Regions from separate parts of the Mus musculus genome. Here region 2 is linked to region 1. The links are chromatin contacts, called in public HiChIP or PLAC-seq maps. All regions are on one chromosome and are shown on one strand. Each heading gives the region's core, a stretch centred on a gene start, on an enhancer-like site or on the middle of the called end of the contact. The rest is flanking DNA. Distances are from core to core; before and after follow the strand shown.

Evidence for each region. HiChIP or PLAC-seq counts read pairs in DNA pulled down with a chosen protein or histone mark.
Region 2: an H3K27ac HiChIP or PLAC-seq map of differentiating embryonic stem cells shows a contact between it and region 1, with 5 times the contacts expected there. The contact joins two enhancer-like sites. A contact is called at or near these places in 13 of 39 promoter capture datasets (the 3T3-L1 cell line, the C10 cell line, cranial neural crest and 9 more), 1 of 15 datasets of contacts at CTCF or cohesin (the NIH/3T3 cell line), 3 of 484 Hi-C or Micro-C datasets (B cells, bone marrow-derived macrophages and reprogramming fibroblasts), 5 of 115 datasets of contacts at active chromatin or transcription factors (differentiating embryonic stem cells, double positive thymocytes, embryonic basal ganglia and 2 more) and 3 of 9 other capture datasets (adipose tissue, embryonic stem cells and liver).

Annotation. Positions count from the first base shown.
Region 1 is chr4:106,745,397-106,752,301 of GRCm38.p6, reverse strand. It overlaps Acot11 (acyl-CoA thioesterase 11), which reads left to right. Exons shown (of 16, transcript NM_025590.4): 14 at 2,288-2,419; 15 at 2,914-3,040; 16 at 3,818-6,905. The coding sequence ends at 3,973. Fam151a (family with sequence simliarity 151, member A) reads right to left here. Exons shown (of 8, transcript NM_146149.1): 5 at 6,605-6,829; 6 at 6,107-6,246; 7 at 5,186-5,329; 8 at 4,010-4,763. The coding sequence ends at 4,033. Among named protein-coding and RNA genes, the nearest start is that of Fam151a, 15 kb to the right of the region's middle. Within about 2 kb of position 2,416, at least 92 of the 459 cell types and tissues checked have an H3K27ac peak or open chromatin away from gene starts, as enhancers often do. A contact at or near this core is called in differentiating embryonic stem cells and hippocampal neurons, where this site is marked.
Region 2 is chr4:107,104,216-107,110,860 of GRCm38.p6, reverse strand. Cdcp2 (CUB domain containing protein 2) reads right to left here. Exons shown (of 4, transcript NM_172873.3): 3 at 5,467-5,802; 4 at 3,113-4,143. The coding sequence ends at 3,623. Among named protein-coding and RNA genes, the nearest start is that of Cdcp2, 11 kb to the right of the region's middle. Within about 2 kb of position 2,495, at least 57 of the 459 cell types and tissues checked have an H3K27ac peak or open chromatin away from gene starts, as enhancers often do. A contact at or near this core is called in differentiating embryonic stem cells and hippocampal neurons, where this site is marked.

The sequences.
Region 1 (6,905 bases), core at 1,167-3,666:
TTATATGTAAGTACACTGCTGTCTTCAGACACCCCAGAAGAGGGCATCAGATCTCATTACGGATGGTTGTGAGCCATCATGTGGTTGTTGGGATTTGAACTCATGACCTTTGCTTTGGAAGAGCAGTTGGTGCTCTTAACTGCTGAGCCATCTCTCCAACCCAGCCCTCCCAACTCTTAAGAAGGGTCTTAGGGGGTGAGCAGGTCATAAATGCGCAGCAGCCAGTGTTCTTACCACCTGCCAAGGCTCTACTTGTGTGTGTGTGTGTAAGTACAGATGTCTGTAGAGGCAGTTGTGACCCACTAGACAAGGTGCTGGGAACTAAACTCTGAACTCAGCAGGCATGATGGCAAAGTGCCCTACCCATTGAGCCAACTTGTGGGGCTGGGAAAGTTAATGCTTAAAGCGGTGTTTGTTCAGCATCCTCAAAGTCCTCTCCTGTTCTGCCGATGTCGTGGCTCAGTCGGAGCCTGCATTACAAGAGCTTCCCTAGGAGGCTAGATGGGAAGTCAGTGAGCTGCGCATCACCAGCTGACTTTCTAGAGTAGCCTGCTCCTTCTTTGAGTCTGCCTTCAGCGGAGTGAGCATAGCCATTCATAGCCCGGCTTCCTGCCTAAGCTTTCTTTGCAGCCATGCTTGTGCAGTGTTGGGGAGACGGTTTAGTAGATAAAGCGCTTGCACACAAGCATGAGAACTTGAACCCAAGTTGGGAGGGCTGAAGAGATGGTTTACAAGCCATATAAAGCTGGGCATGTAGCTCATGCCTGCAATCCCAGGATTCTTTCTGTGAGATGGGAGACAGGAGACTCCTTAGAACTGCTAGAGCAAAGTTAGTCTGGTGCACACACACAGGCAAATAGCAATGACATACCTGAGGTTGTTATCAACAGTGCACCAATAGGTGAATACCTGCATTCAAACACTCATACTTGTGCATGTGCGCACACATGCACACACAACCACACACACATAGAGCAAGAGATCAAGCAAGTGGCAAGAAAGAAAAGAATAAACTGTGTTGCTCTAAAATGCTGTGCATGGGTAACCCGGACCTGCTAGCAGGGTATTCTAGAACTGAGAGGTGATCGGTGGTGGCTGGGCAGAGGAGCTGGGAAAGATGGGCTGCTGTGGACCAAACCAAAGTTCACTGAGGGTGAGTGACATAGGCTAGAGACCCCAGCACACTCCCCTAGGCCTGCACAGCCAGCCTGTTCCCTAGCCAGCCTTTGTGCAGCAGAAGGATAGGGGGAGGTGTGGCCATGTCCTCATGTGACTGCCCTTGTGTCTGTGGGTACCAATGTCAGTTGATGCCTGTATACCTGAACAGATGTGTGAGTATGCCTGGTCTTGTGTTGTCTCTGTTACCCATCAGGCTGAACACCCCAGCCCTGTTTCCTCATGAACTCTGTAGCCCAGAGTGGGTTAACCCCCAGCCTTAGCTCCTCTATTTAGTGAGGATGCTAAGACTGCCCACAGGAGTCTTAAGTGAGATCCCAGGATAGCACCTGAAACACACTGGGAACTCATTAGACAGTATGGACAACTACTGAATCCTTGAACAGCTACTTGGGGTGTGTGTGCACCTGCAGATCTGTGAGTTCAGAGCTGTCTGTGTACATACGCTCACATATGTCTTTCTCCATTGCTGTCGTAAAATACCCTGACAAAAGCAACTGAAGGGAGAACAGGTTCACTCGGGCTCACAGTTCCAAGTACTGTCCACTGCAGTGGGGAGGTCAAGGCAGCAGAAGCTTGAAGCACTTGTTCATACTGCATCCACAGTAACATAACAGAGGGGTGTGAATGCATGCTAGTGCCCAGCTCACAGCCTCCACTTTCCCTGTCAGGTGATGGTGCTGGCCACAGTTCAGGTGGGCCTCCCTCTGCCAATTAACAAGATAATCTCCTACAGGCATACCCAGAGACCCATTTCCCAGATGATTCTGCATTCTGTCAAGTTGACAGTTAATACTATCAGTTTGCATACTTGTATTGGCTTGAGTATATGTCAGTGTGCTTTGTGTGTGTGTGTGTGTACCTAGATGAGTGTCTCTGTATATGCTTATATGTGCATGTGCCTGTGTATCTGCTCTGGTGCACTGTGTGTGTGTGTGAATGTTGTGTGTACAGACAAGCACATGCATACACATTCATGCATACACATATGCTGGAGGGTCCCCATCCTTCCCCGGCTCCGCTCAGAGGCTGCAGGCTGCGGGAGCCTGGCAGAGCTGCTCCCCATAGAGAGCTGCTGTGGCTCTGAGCCCTGACTTCAGCCTCCCCACAGGAGTGTGGAGCTGGTGCAGCAAGTGGATGAGGATGACGCCATCTACCACGTCATCAGCCCCGCCCTGAGCGGGAACACCAAGCCCCAGGACTTTGTGATCCTGGCCTCTAGGCGGAAGCCTTGTGACAATGGGTGAGTGCCTGCTCTCTGAGGGGTGCAGTTGAGGTAGGGAGACCTCCTCTCTCCCTCTCCTGGGAGGAGCAGCAACATGGAGGCCAGAGCTCTGCTGCCCACTGGTGGCTGGACTCAGAACCCACCAGCTGTTTCTAGGCGCCATTGGGAGTTCATCATGACTGCAAGGTCACAAACTGCTCCTGAAAGCAAGGGCGACTGTGGCATTTGTTGCCACAGACACGAGTGCCTTTCCCATGGGTATCCCTTGGTCTCTGCCCTCTGGAAGCTTGTGGCTGTTACCTGAGACATGGGCGCAGCCAGGGTAGACTGCATCTTTTTTTCTGGAGACAAAGGCCAGAAGAATGAAAACCCCAAGGTACACAGTCCATGGGTTCACAGGGAGCCTGAACCTGATGCTGCTAACACAGATGTCCCCTTCCTACAGCTGACCCCCAGCAAGGCATCCTCCTCTGGATGATCTCTGATCCCTTCTAACTCTGCCTCTCTTCCAGGGACCCCTATGTCATTGCCCTGAGGTCGGTCACGCTGCCCACGCACCATGAGACACCGGAATACCAACGTGGGGAGACTCTCTGTTCAGGCTTCTGTCTGTGGCGTGAGGGGGACCAGATGACTAAGGTAAGACGTGATGTCCCCTCTATACTTCCACCTATGGATAAACTGAACTCTACGCTGTTCGGCTGGGCCCTTCCAGACCCGAACCCCCATGACCCCCCAGACTTTGCAGTCTGAAAGGAGCTCGTCTGGAGCTTGAGTGTGGTCAGAGAGCAAACTGCTATTGGGGCTTGGGAAAAGCTCTGGACACACTACAGAAAGCCCAGCTCTGATCTAAAATTCTGCCATTGTTTGTTTAATGTGTCTCCCTTTTCGTCTGGGAGGGCTTTATGTGGCTTTGAGGGCATAGAAGGCTCAGCAGGGGAGTCAGAGTTAATTGGAAAGGTAGAGCAGAGCTGGGGGCAGGTATGCTGCAGTTCCCCTGGCATGCAGTTTTCCTTGCAGCCTTGCCCAGGTGCTGACTCGGCCAGCATTGCTAAGGACCTACACAAAGGACATAGTCCAAGGCTTATGTCTACCACGTTTCTGTGACACCCCACCCTCCCAGCACTGTTATAAAGTGGATTCAGGTGTAGGTATTAGAGTCAATTCCTGTCCCCTTGGGGCCACCTAGTCAGCAGGGAGGTGTACAGTGACCTTATGGTTTGCTGTGATAGGGCAGTCAGAGTTGAAGTTCCCTGTGTATCTGGGGGACCTATCAAAAGAGGCTAGGTCTATCACTCAGGTTTTCTAACTGATCAAGATACAAGGTTGTATCTGTTGCTTCCCCAGAAGGCAAGCAAGGCTGCTGACTCTCACCTCCCCATTATGCCTCCTTGAACTTGACTTCCTGTCCTGCAGGTTTCTTACTACAACCAGGCCACCCCCGGCTTTCTCAACTATGTGACCACCAATGTGTCCGGCCTGTCCTCAGAATTCTACAACACTTTCAAGGCTTGTGAGAGTTTTCTGTTGGACAACCGGAATGACCTAGCTCCCAGCCTCCAGACCCTCTAGACACCACCCATGCTGCCCCAGGTCTTACACAGTGCGTGGAACAAAGCAGAGACATTTATTCACCTTGACTCCCCAGGGAAGCCTTCCACACTAGATGGTCCAATCCTACTGGATGGTCGGTTGCTGCTCACATCTGCCTGCAAGTCTTTCCAGTACTCCTGGGATATCCTGTAATAGACTCGGGTCCTGTCCACGGCCCTGGCCGCCCACAATCCAGCCCACAAATCCACATGGCTGTTCCCAGCAGTGCTGTGGTACACTGTGACAGTGGCTCTAGGGGAGGAGGCCAGGAGCCTGGCCACAGTGTTGGCTGGACTCTGACTCAGTGGCCCAGCCTGCAGCTGGAAGGACACAGGTTGCCGGAGTCCCTGACACAGCTCCAGCATATCTGTGACCATCTGCTCCTGATAACCACTGTCCAGCATCTCTTCGGGCCAGCCCGGTGCCACGGTCACATGGGGGAAGACTTCAGCCACAGCTGTGAGCAGCTCTCTGCCAGCTATGTGGCCAGGGACCACAAAACTACCATGTGAGACTGTGGACCCCACCCACACAGGCCAGGGCAGATGGCCAAGGGTAGAAAGGTGTGCTAACGTGGCCAGGGATGGCCGGAGAGCTTCGGGTTCCACTATGTTCACATGGATGCCCCAGCGCCTGGGGTGAACAGCCAGACGCAGCAGACACGACTCCAGTGTCAGAGCAGGGCCACCTGGGGTGTGTAGGATGGGTACAGGGTTCCCAGCCTCAGGTTCCTGGAGGCCAATGTCCAGCAAGATCATGCCTTCTCTGTCTGGAAGAGGCAACAGTTTGGAGATCCTGTCATCATGGGACGTCAGTGTTTTTTGTTAAAGGGGACATACATGGGGGCATGTCATGGGGATAGATCAAGAGGCACCAGCCATTCTTGAGTTTGCCAGCTCCATCCCAGGCTCCAAGTGCTGTGACTGGTGACTCTCAGGCAGGCATGACAAATTGCTGGCCTCCATTCTTGGCCTTCCTAATCACTCCCCACTCCTCTAGTCACAGTGTGGCTGAGGACTCAAGGCTGTGAAGACCAGGAGTTCCTGCTCTTGACATTATTCCTCCCACTTTGTATCCAGTGTGTGGCTTATTGTGTTGCCATGGTAACAGAGAATCAAGTTACCCACCCAAGCAAATGACAGACCTGTGGGTGAGGGTAGCCAGGAGCTTTAGAGCTGCAGGCAGACTCACCAGGAACTGTAATGGCTGCTCTTCTCCCACTGCCATTCACTTCCAGAACTAGCCACTCTACCTCCAGACCATCACCCTTGGGCTGCTGGAGAAGAGGGATCAGGCTGCCACCTGTGTAGTAGGTTCGCTTCCGGGTGGTGTTCACTGTGGGACCCAAAATTGCCAATGTGAAGGGACCACTCTCCACAAATTGCCTTGTGTATGCACTGGCTCTCCCGCATCCTAAGCCCTGTGGCTGTCACTTCTCCCTTTTGGGTAGATTGGAAGTCATTGTCTCATGGCCTGACATTCAACAGAATTTACTGGGCCAGAAACCAAACAGAGCTAGAGATGAGGGGAGGGGGCTCCAAAGCTTGTCTCCTCCCTTTCCCAGGCACAACTCCCTCAATAGGAGTGGAATCTGATGTGACTCCTTGGGATGACTTAAGTGTAGATGCCCCTAGACACAGGGTCAAGAGAACAGGGCATAGTGGCATCTGGCTCATGAACTAGTGGGCACGTAAGAGGGCTGTGCTTGAGACCCTATTGCCAAAGGTGAATGGTGCTGTGGAAGCCAGGGCACTCGAGTGCGTGCATGTGTGTGTGTATGTGTGTGTATGTATGTGTGTGTGTGTGTGTGTGTGTGTGTGTGTATGTGTGTGTGTGAGACTTGGCTAGGTTGTGATCAGATTGCACTCCTACAAAATCCTTGTGGTTTTGGACTTCCATTGCCCTCTCTATCAACCAGACTCCTGTTCTGAGGACATCGCTTGGATAACATAATATCCCAGGGGCAGAAGACAAATTCTCAGAATAGCTCCTGTCTCCTGTTCCACGCAGAATTTTCCCCATCTAGACCACCCTTTCTCCGCTTCCATGCCCACCCAAGGCTGCCCTGAGCAGAACACAGCCCACAATTCCCCTCCCAGGCTCCCTTCTTACAGGCCAGCTGCTTAAACTGCGACAAGACAGGCTCAAAGAGGTCATAGTAGATTTGGTGAGCGGCACTGTTGTCCCGGATGAAGAGGAGATCTTCTACTGACACGGGGTCTGAGGCACCCTGCCACAGTGTTAGGCTGTACCTGGAACCAGAGAGCTGACTCAGGGCCCGCCTGACTCTTGGCTCTACTTGTGCGCTCAGAACTGAATGCCAGCTGAGCCCAGGAGTGGAGCATCTGTTCTCTAGATTCCCACCAGAGGATGATGGAGAGCGGAGGTTCAGAGGGCAGGAGGATGTGCACCCCTGGGATGTCTGTTTCTGAGTTACCCACCAATGGAAGCAGTGACCAGCCAGTGCCCAGAAGAGTACAAGCCAGAGGCCGAGCATAGGAGGTCGTTAGGGCAGTGGGACTGGGACAAGATGATCTTTAGGACCCCTCTTGACGTGTTCATCTTGGGGCAGAGCCCAGGATAGGTTTGGGACCAGTAGAGGGGTTTCACCTCTCAGATTGGCTCAGAAGCCAGCTGAAGTGGGGCCAAGCAGCCCGTGTCATGACAGCTCTCACTGGGAAGGTGACCTTCTGTGGCAGCGCTCCGACCAGCTCCTGCATTGTTTCCACCATGGCTTGGGTGTATGTGCTGTTTGGCAACTGAGGCACATAAAGAGTGGTAAAGCCTGGAGAAATGGTGGCCTTTGGATATTTCTCCTGGACAAGAGTCAGAAACCTGCAGAGAGAGACCAGAGCAGAGATACCCATCTTTCCCTTCTTGTAGGCTCTTGCCACAGCGACAGGAACAGTCA
Region 2 (6,645 bases), core at 1,246-3,745, 360 kb before region 1:
GCCTCCTATGTAGGCCAAGTTAGCCTCAGAATCACAGAGATCCTGCCTCCCAAGTGCTGGATTAAAGGCGTGCGCCACCACCCCCACCTTAAACATTTCTATTTACTTTTTAGATGAACATGGGTCTGAGGATGGACCTCCTGTCCCCATGCTTGCATGGCTAGCTCATTCCTGACTGACCCACCTTCCCAGCCCTTAGGAACGTTGTCTCCTTCATTCCATCCACTGGATGTGGTTCTGTCCCAAGAAAATCCCTAGGGGCCTCAGGGCATGGAGCAAGGTGAAGACAGACTGGCAGCCAGATGTTCCTCAGCTCCCTTCTAAAGGACAGTGGCTGAGCGGAGGACAGCAGGGGCCAGAAGCAAGTGGCAGGGCATGGGGCCTCAGGCCAAGCCAGACTGCTGACACCCAGGTTTCAGAGCTGGGGACTCTAACAGGGGCACACCACTGTTCCTTCTCTTCGCACCCCCTCCCCTGCATTCTCCTAAGGACATAATTTAGGGTGTTGGGGTATTACACTGCCCAGGGACTCTCTCAGGCCCCTACCACCCATCCACCCCAGCCTGGGCTCACAGCCTCCAAAATCCAAGGATAGTGGGAAAATCTTGTTTGTAAGCTCCACAGCCTTTGGAGGGAGATGGATCCTTACTTGAAACTCATTTGTTTGTGGAGCCCAGAGATGAATTGGAGTCACCAGGTTGGGGAGGATGGGTGAGCAGTGAGCAGGGGGATAGCTGTGCATATTAAAGAAATCGGGGTTCCATTCTCCCCCGGGGGCTCTCAAAGAGAGGAGCAGGGAGGAAATTTAGGGTTGTTCACTATGGGGTGGGGGTGGGGTGCCAGTAAGCCTGAGTCCATATCTGTGTGCACCATCAGAGCCATGAGGGAAACTGAGGACAGCAGGTGCCCTTCAGTAAGGCTCAGAGCCCATCTCTTATACCTCCCTCCCCACCAACCCCTACCTGAGACTCAGTACCGCAGGTGTCAAAGCGGGCCTGGATCCGGAAGTTACTGCCAACTTCCTGGGCTGCACAGCTCCGGCTACCCAGGTAGACCTTGGTCCGCTCCAGTGGGGCCAGTGCCTGGGCAGAGATCAGGATCTGGAAGTCCGTGCGAGAACAGCTCACATTCATGGGCACCACTGGAAAGGAGGGCGGAATCTGAGACCTTAGGGCTGCTGTCAGAACCATTACCCCCAAGCCTCCTGGAAGGACAGTAGACACGGAACAGAACTCCAGACTAGAGAAGGTGCTTATGGAATACTATAGGACTCAGTTGAGATATATTGCGTGCATTGCTCCCCCGAAACCTCGATCTGTGAGCTCTTAAGGCATGTAGTGTACCACTGTTTCTGTCCCTTTGAGGCCAGTGTAGAGCTTGGCAGGCTGAGGAAATGCTGAATGAATGAATGAATGAATGAGCATGGGAGTGACTGGAAACTAGTTCTTCACCACAATAAGAGTGCTTATCGCTTTGCCGCACGGCAGGGTGTTCACCCTATCATTCAGTAAACACAGCTACTGATGGCCTACTCTGCACAGCACACACAGACACAGACACAGACACAGACACAGACACAGACACAGACACAGACACAGACACAGACACAGACACACACAGACACAGACAGACACAGACACAGACAGACACAGACACAGACACAGACACAGACACAGACACAGACACAGACACAGACACAGACACAGACACACACAGACACAGACAGACACAGACACAGACAGACACAGACAGACACAGACACAGACACAGACACAGACACAGACAGACACAGACACAGACACAGACACAGACACAGACACAGACACAGACACAGACAGAGACACAGACACAGACACAGACACAGACACAGACACAGACAGACACAGACACAGACACAGACGACATGAAGAAGTCTGCCACACCACGGCATGTGCAGGACAAATAATGTGGAGATGCACAGGAGTGCTGTGAAGGACCATCACGCTAAGATAGAAAAGAATCTGGGTGCGGGGGGCGTGGGGGAACCCTGTTGTCCCTCCTGTGATGGCCATGGAGGGTGGGCACACCACAAGCCACTTCAGTTTTGAAAACAGATCTCTGAGAGGTGAAGCTGCCCGTTGTGGCTGAGTTTGGATTTCAGACTCGAGGGAGGTGGGCGGGCAGTCTGCTCATTACAAATCAGTCAGCTCCCAGCATGCCCTGTGCTGTGTGAGAGTGCGACTCTGAGTGTCTGGGGTTGCAGGAGCCAGGGAGTAGGCAAGGCAGAGGCAGGTGGGGGTTGGTCGCTGGCTGGAAGAAAAAGGGAGCCTGGCAGGCAGAGGCCTGGATCCCTCAGCCCTCTCCGGGAAATGTCTCGGACATATTTCAACCTCGGGTGTCTGGGCAGGCGGGGATTTATGGGTCCGCTGTCTCCCACGATGATCTCGGTGGCACTGAACTGTGTGTCACCCCTGATTGATGCCGTGGTTGCCCTCCCTGTGGAGAGGCTGCCTACAGCCTGGGCCCCATCTGGTGCTGGTCCAGTGTGAGTACCCTGTCTGACCCTCGACTCCCACAGGGGGCTGTGTAGGGAGCACAGAAGGTCCTGGAACAGGAGCCAGAATGACAACCACCCCCACCCTCATCTCCAAAGATGCTGCAAGAAGAGGCGGTCTAAATCACTTAGCGCTGCCCAGTCTGGGCTGGAGACTTGGGCTCTCAGAGGCAAGCTGGCCCGGAAGACCCTTCAATCCAAATTCCTGCTGTACAGGTGGGAAAATCAGGAGAGCTAAGGGGAGACTCCAGGTCACTGGGCAGAACCCAGATGGCACCTGGTCTCACAACATTCTCCTTGTCCATGGAGAATCAAAGGAAGCTGTGCCAAGAACCCCATCTTTTCTTCTCACAGAACCAGGACCAGAAGGGTCTCTATGGGCCACCAGCTTGTAGCCACTGTTTTCCAATCCACTCCCAGGGTTCCCTAGCTACTCAACAGCCAGGGATGAGGAAAAAGGCTCCTTTCACTGCTGAACAGGCCAGGCCGGAGTGTATGAGGGAAAGACGTCCGCAGAGCCTGTAGCCCCTACTCCTTACCTGACTCAGGGACTTGCAAGCTTTGTACCGAGTCCACATAACCAAAGTTAGAAAAACCTTAATACCAGCTTCCCAGCCACCTCTGCAGAAAAGCATGGCCACGTGACTGAAACCACAGGGACCCAGGACAAAGCATTGAGAGCGCTTTGGAAGGCTCGGGCTTTCTGGATAACGGGATTCTCGTGGCTGCCACCTCTCTTGTCCGTTCCCAGCCTTGGCTGTGGACAGGATGCCCGTGCTCTGCAGAAGTTCTGTTGCAAACATAAGGATCTCAGCGGTGCCCTTAGGAAATTCCGAGTCCCTGGCCCCATACAGGGGTTGCCTGGCTAGCACGCTGCTGGGTGAGGACACCTTAGTACCCTTTGTCCAGCTAGCACTTCTGAATGATGCAGGCAAGTCTGGTGGCATCTCAGTGTTTTTGCCTCCTGACTGTTGATAACTTGGCATATTGTGTGCATCAGTCCTGGAAACTGGATCAAATATCCAAGAGGCAGAGAGCCCATGGGAAAGGGAGCGAGGTAGGGGGAATTAGGAATCAGGGAGTCAGAAGCTATGAAAAGAGGTGACAGTGGAAATAAATGAGGGCCGTACTGGAGTGGCCTCCAAGGTCCCCAGGGTAGGCGACTGAGTGGGGTCTGGAGGAGTCAGTGGAGGGGCTGTGTCTCAGTGGACACAGGAAGGGGCCGCAGAGTTCCCAAGGACACACACCCAGCTGACCTCCGATGTAGGCCACGGAGAAGCCCCTGCCGGAGGTGCTGCGGTCAGTGTGCAGCAGGAGCAGGACCTGGTTGCGACTCGAGGTGACAGGCGGCGGCAGGTGATGCCCACACCACTTCCCCAGCAGCTGTGCCTCCTCACTGGCCCCATCAAAGGCTGCCAGATGGTCGAAGTCACAGGTTCTGGTTAGGCTATTGGGCTCCTCCAAGCCCAGGTCCAGGATGAAGACCTTGACCCGGTAGCCGGGGGGCAGGCGGATGGTCCAGTGGCAACGGATATTGTTGGGGTAGGCGCCAGGGTACTGTGGGCTGGAGAAGTTTCCACGCACAGCTGTGAACACCTCCTGGCATTCTCCTGGGAAGAAGAAAGTTATCCTCACACCAAATAAATGATAAATAAGTCAGGGTCTCCAGCCTGAGGTGCCACCGGGAGGTGGTAGAAACCTTAGGACACCAGGCCTACTGGGAGGCTCACTGGGGGGACACCCTCAAAAGTGGGCACTAGGGCCCCCAGTCCCTTCCTTTTTATGTCTCTGCTTCCTTCCTGTCACGAGGGAGCAGTTTTTGTTCTACTCCTTGCTCCCTGCCATGATGCTCCTCCTCACTACAGGCCCAAAGACCACAGCTGACAGCCTTGGGCCTCTGCAACTGTGAGCCAGGCGGACCTTTCCTCTGTGCCTCACACCCTTGTCTATCTCAGGTATAAAAGCCAACATTCTGCCTACATGCCAGCCTTGCTCTCAGCCGCCTGCCCTCTGCCCTCTGCCCTCTGTATATACCATTCATGCCCTCTGGGCTGACTTCTTTGAGGCTCTGCTTGATTCTTCCTCCAGGAAGTCCCCTGTGATTCCTCCTGTTTGCACTCATGGCAGTTGGCTTTTTGCTGTACCACCCATCTTTCTCAGTGGGCTGTGAATTCTCTGAAGCTCATCCACTCTTCTATACACACATCACGTCAGCACAGCAGGCACAGGAAAAGGAGCTAGCTCACCCTCCGACAGGGAGCTGGACAAAGGTGGCATGAGGTAGATGTAAGAGTATCTAATTCTCTAAGGCAGTGGTTCTCAATCCTCCTATGATGCGACCCCTTAATACAGATCCTCATGTTGTAGTGACCCCAACCATAAAATAATAATAACTATTATTATTATTGTTGTTGTTATTATTATTATTTTGGTTTCTCAAGACAGGGTTTCTCTGTGTAGCCCTGGCTGTCCTGGAACTCACACTGTGGACCAGACAGGACTTGAACTCAGAGATCCTCCTGCCTCTGCCTCCCAAGAACTAGGATTAAAGGCATGCGCCACCACCGCACAGTTCCATAAAATTATTTTCGTTGCCACTTCATAACTGTAATTTTGATACTGTCATGAGTCACATGTAAACATCTGGTATACAGGATATCTGACATGTGACCCCTGCAAAAGGGTTGTTTGATCCCCAAAGGGGTCACGACCCACAGGTTGAGAACCACTGCTCTAAGGCATTTAAATGGGACTGATCCCATCTGAGCAAGAACATGATCAGCTTAGGCCTTGGCGTTGGCCCAGAAGAGTGTGCTAAGCCATTAGAGAAAGTGCAGAAAACCCAAACCCCAAGGACACAAGCAAGCTTGAGTCCCCAAGCAAAGCAGCAGGCAGGAGTACACAGGCGCTACCATAGCCTTGGCCCCTCCTACCTGAGAAGTAGTGGGCCTTGAAGCCCCGGCCTCCAATGTTGAAGTCAGACTTGAAGACCACCTGCAGCTCATGGCCCAGGGACACGAAGGTGGGGGGTCTGGTGCGGCCACAGTAGTGGTGCCCGTGGGCAGGGCCAGGCGCTCCAAGCACAGCTACGTAGTCATACATGCATTCGTCGCTGCCCTCAACCTGGAAGTCCACGAACACCAACTTGACAGCAGCAGGTCCTGAGGCGCGGATCAGCCAGTGGCACTCCACATTGTTGGGGTAATTGTTGGGGTACTCAGGGCTGCTGAGAACCCCTGACAGGCCGGTCAAGACACCGCCGCACACATCTGCAAGGGAGCCCACTTGAGCTGACCTCCTCCCCGGGGAGCCAGACACCCAAAACGCTGCTCCACAAACACACACGGGTGGCAGGCACAGATCTGAACCCTGACCCACATGGCACCCACCTTTTACAGAGAGAGGCCAAGTAACTTATCTGTCTAGGCCTGAGTTCACTCAGGTAGGCCTGGGGGATAAAGACCCTAGCACAAGGGGTTTATTTGAAGGCCCAGAATCCCCAGGTGGGAGTAAGGGGGTGAGATAAGATGGAGAAGTGTGTTAAAGGGGGCTGCTGAACCCCACTAGGGAACATCCAGGCCAGAGCAAAGCATAGACCTAAGTTATGTCACTCCAGGAGTGGAGGGCAATGGGGAATTCTACACTGTGTGGTAGTTTGAAGGAGAATGCCCATAGGCTCATATATTTGAATACTTTGCTCCCAGTTGGTGGTACGATTTGGGAAGGGGTAGGAGGTGTGGCCTTTTTGGAGGAGGTGTGTCACATGGTCAGGCTTTGAGGTTTCAAAAGCCCATACCATTCCCAGTTAGCTATCTCTCCTCCTCAAGCTTGTGGGCCCAGGGCTAAGCGCTCAGCTACTGCTCCAGCTGTGCCTTCCTGCCTCCTGCCTTGCTACCCATCAAGCCGTGGACTCCGACCCTCTGCCACCGTGAGCCCTAAATCAAACATTCTCCTTTATAAGCTGTCTCGGTCATGGGGTTCTGTCACAGCAATAGAAAAGACACCGTCAAAGCCCTCAGAGACATGGAGATTGGCAGGCAACACTGAGGTGACAAGAGCCAAGACACATGGACAGGTCACGCAGTTAGTAGACAGAACTGGAGCCCAGGAGA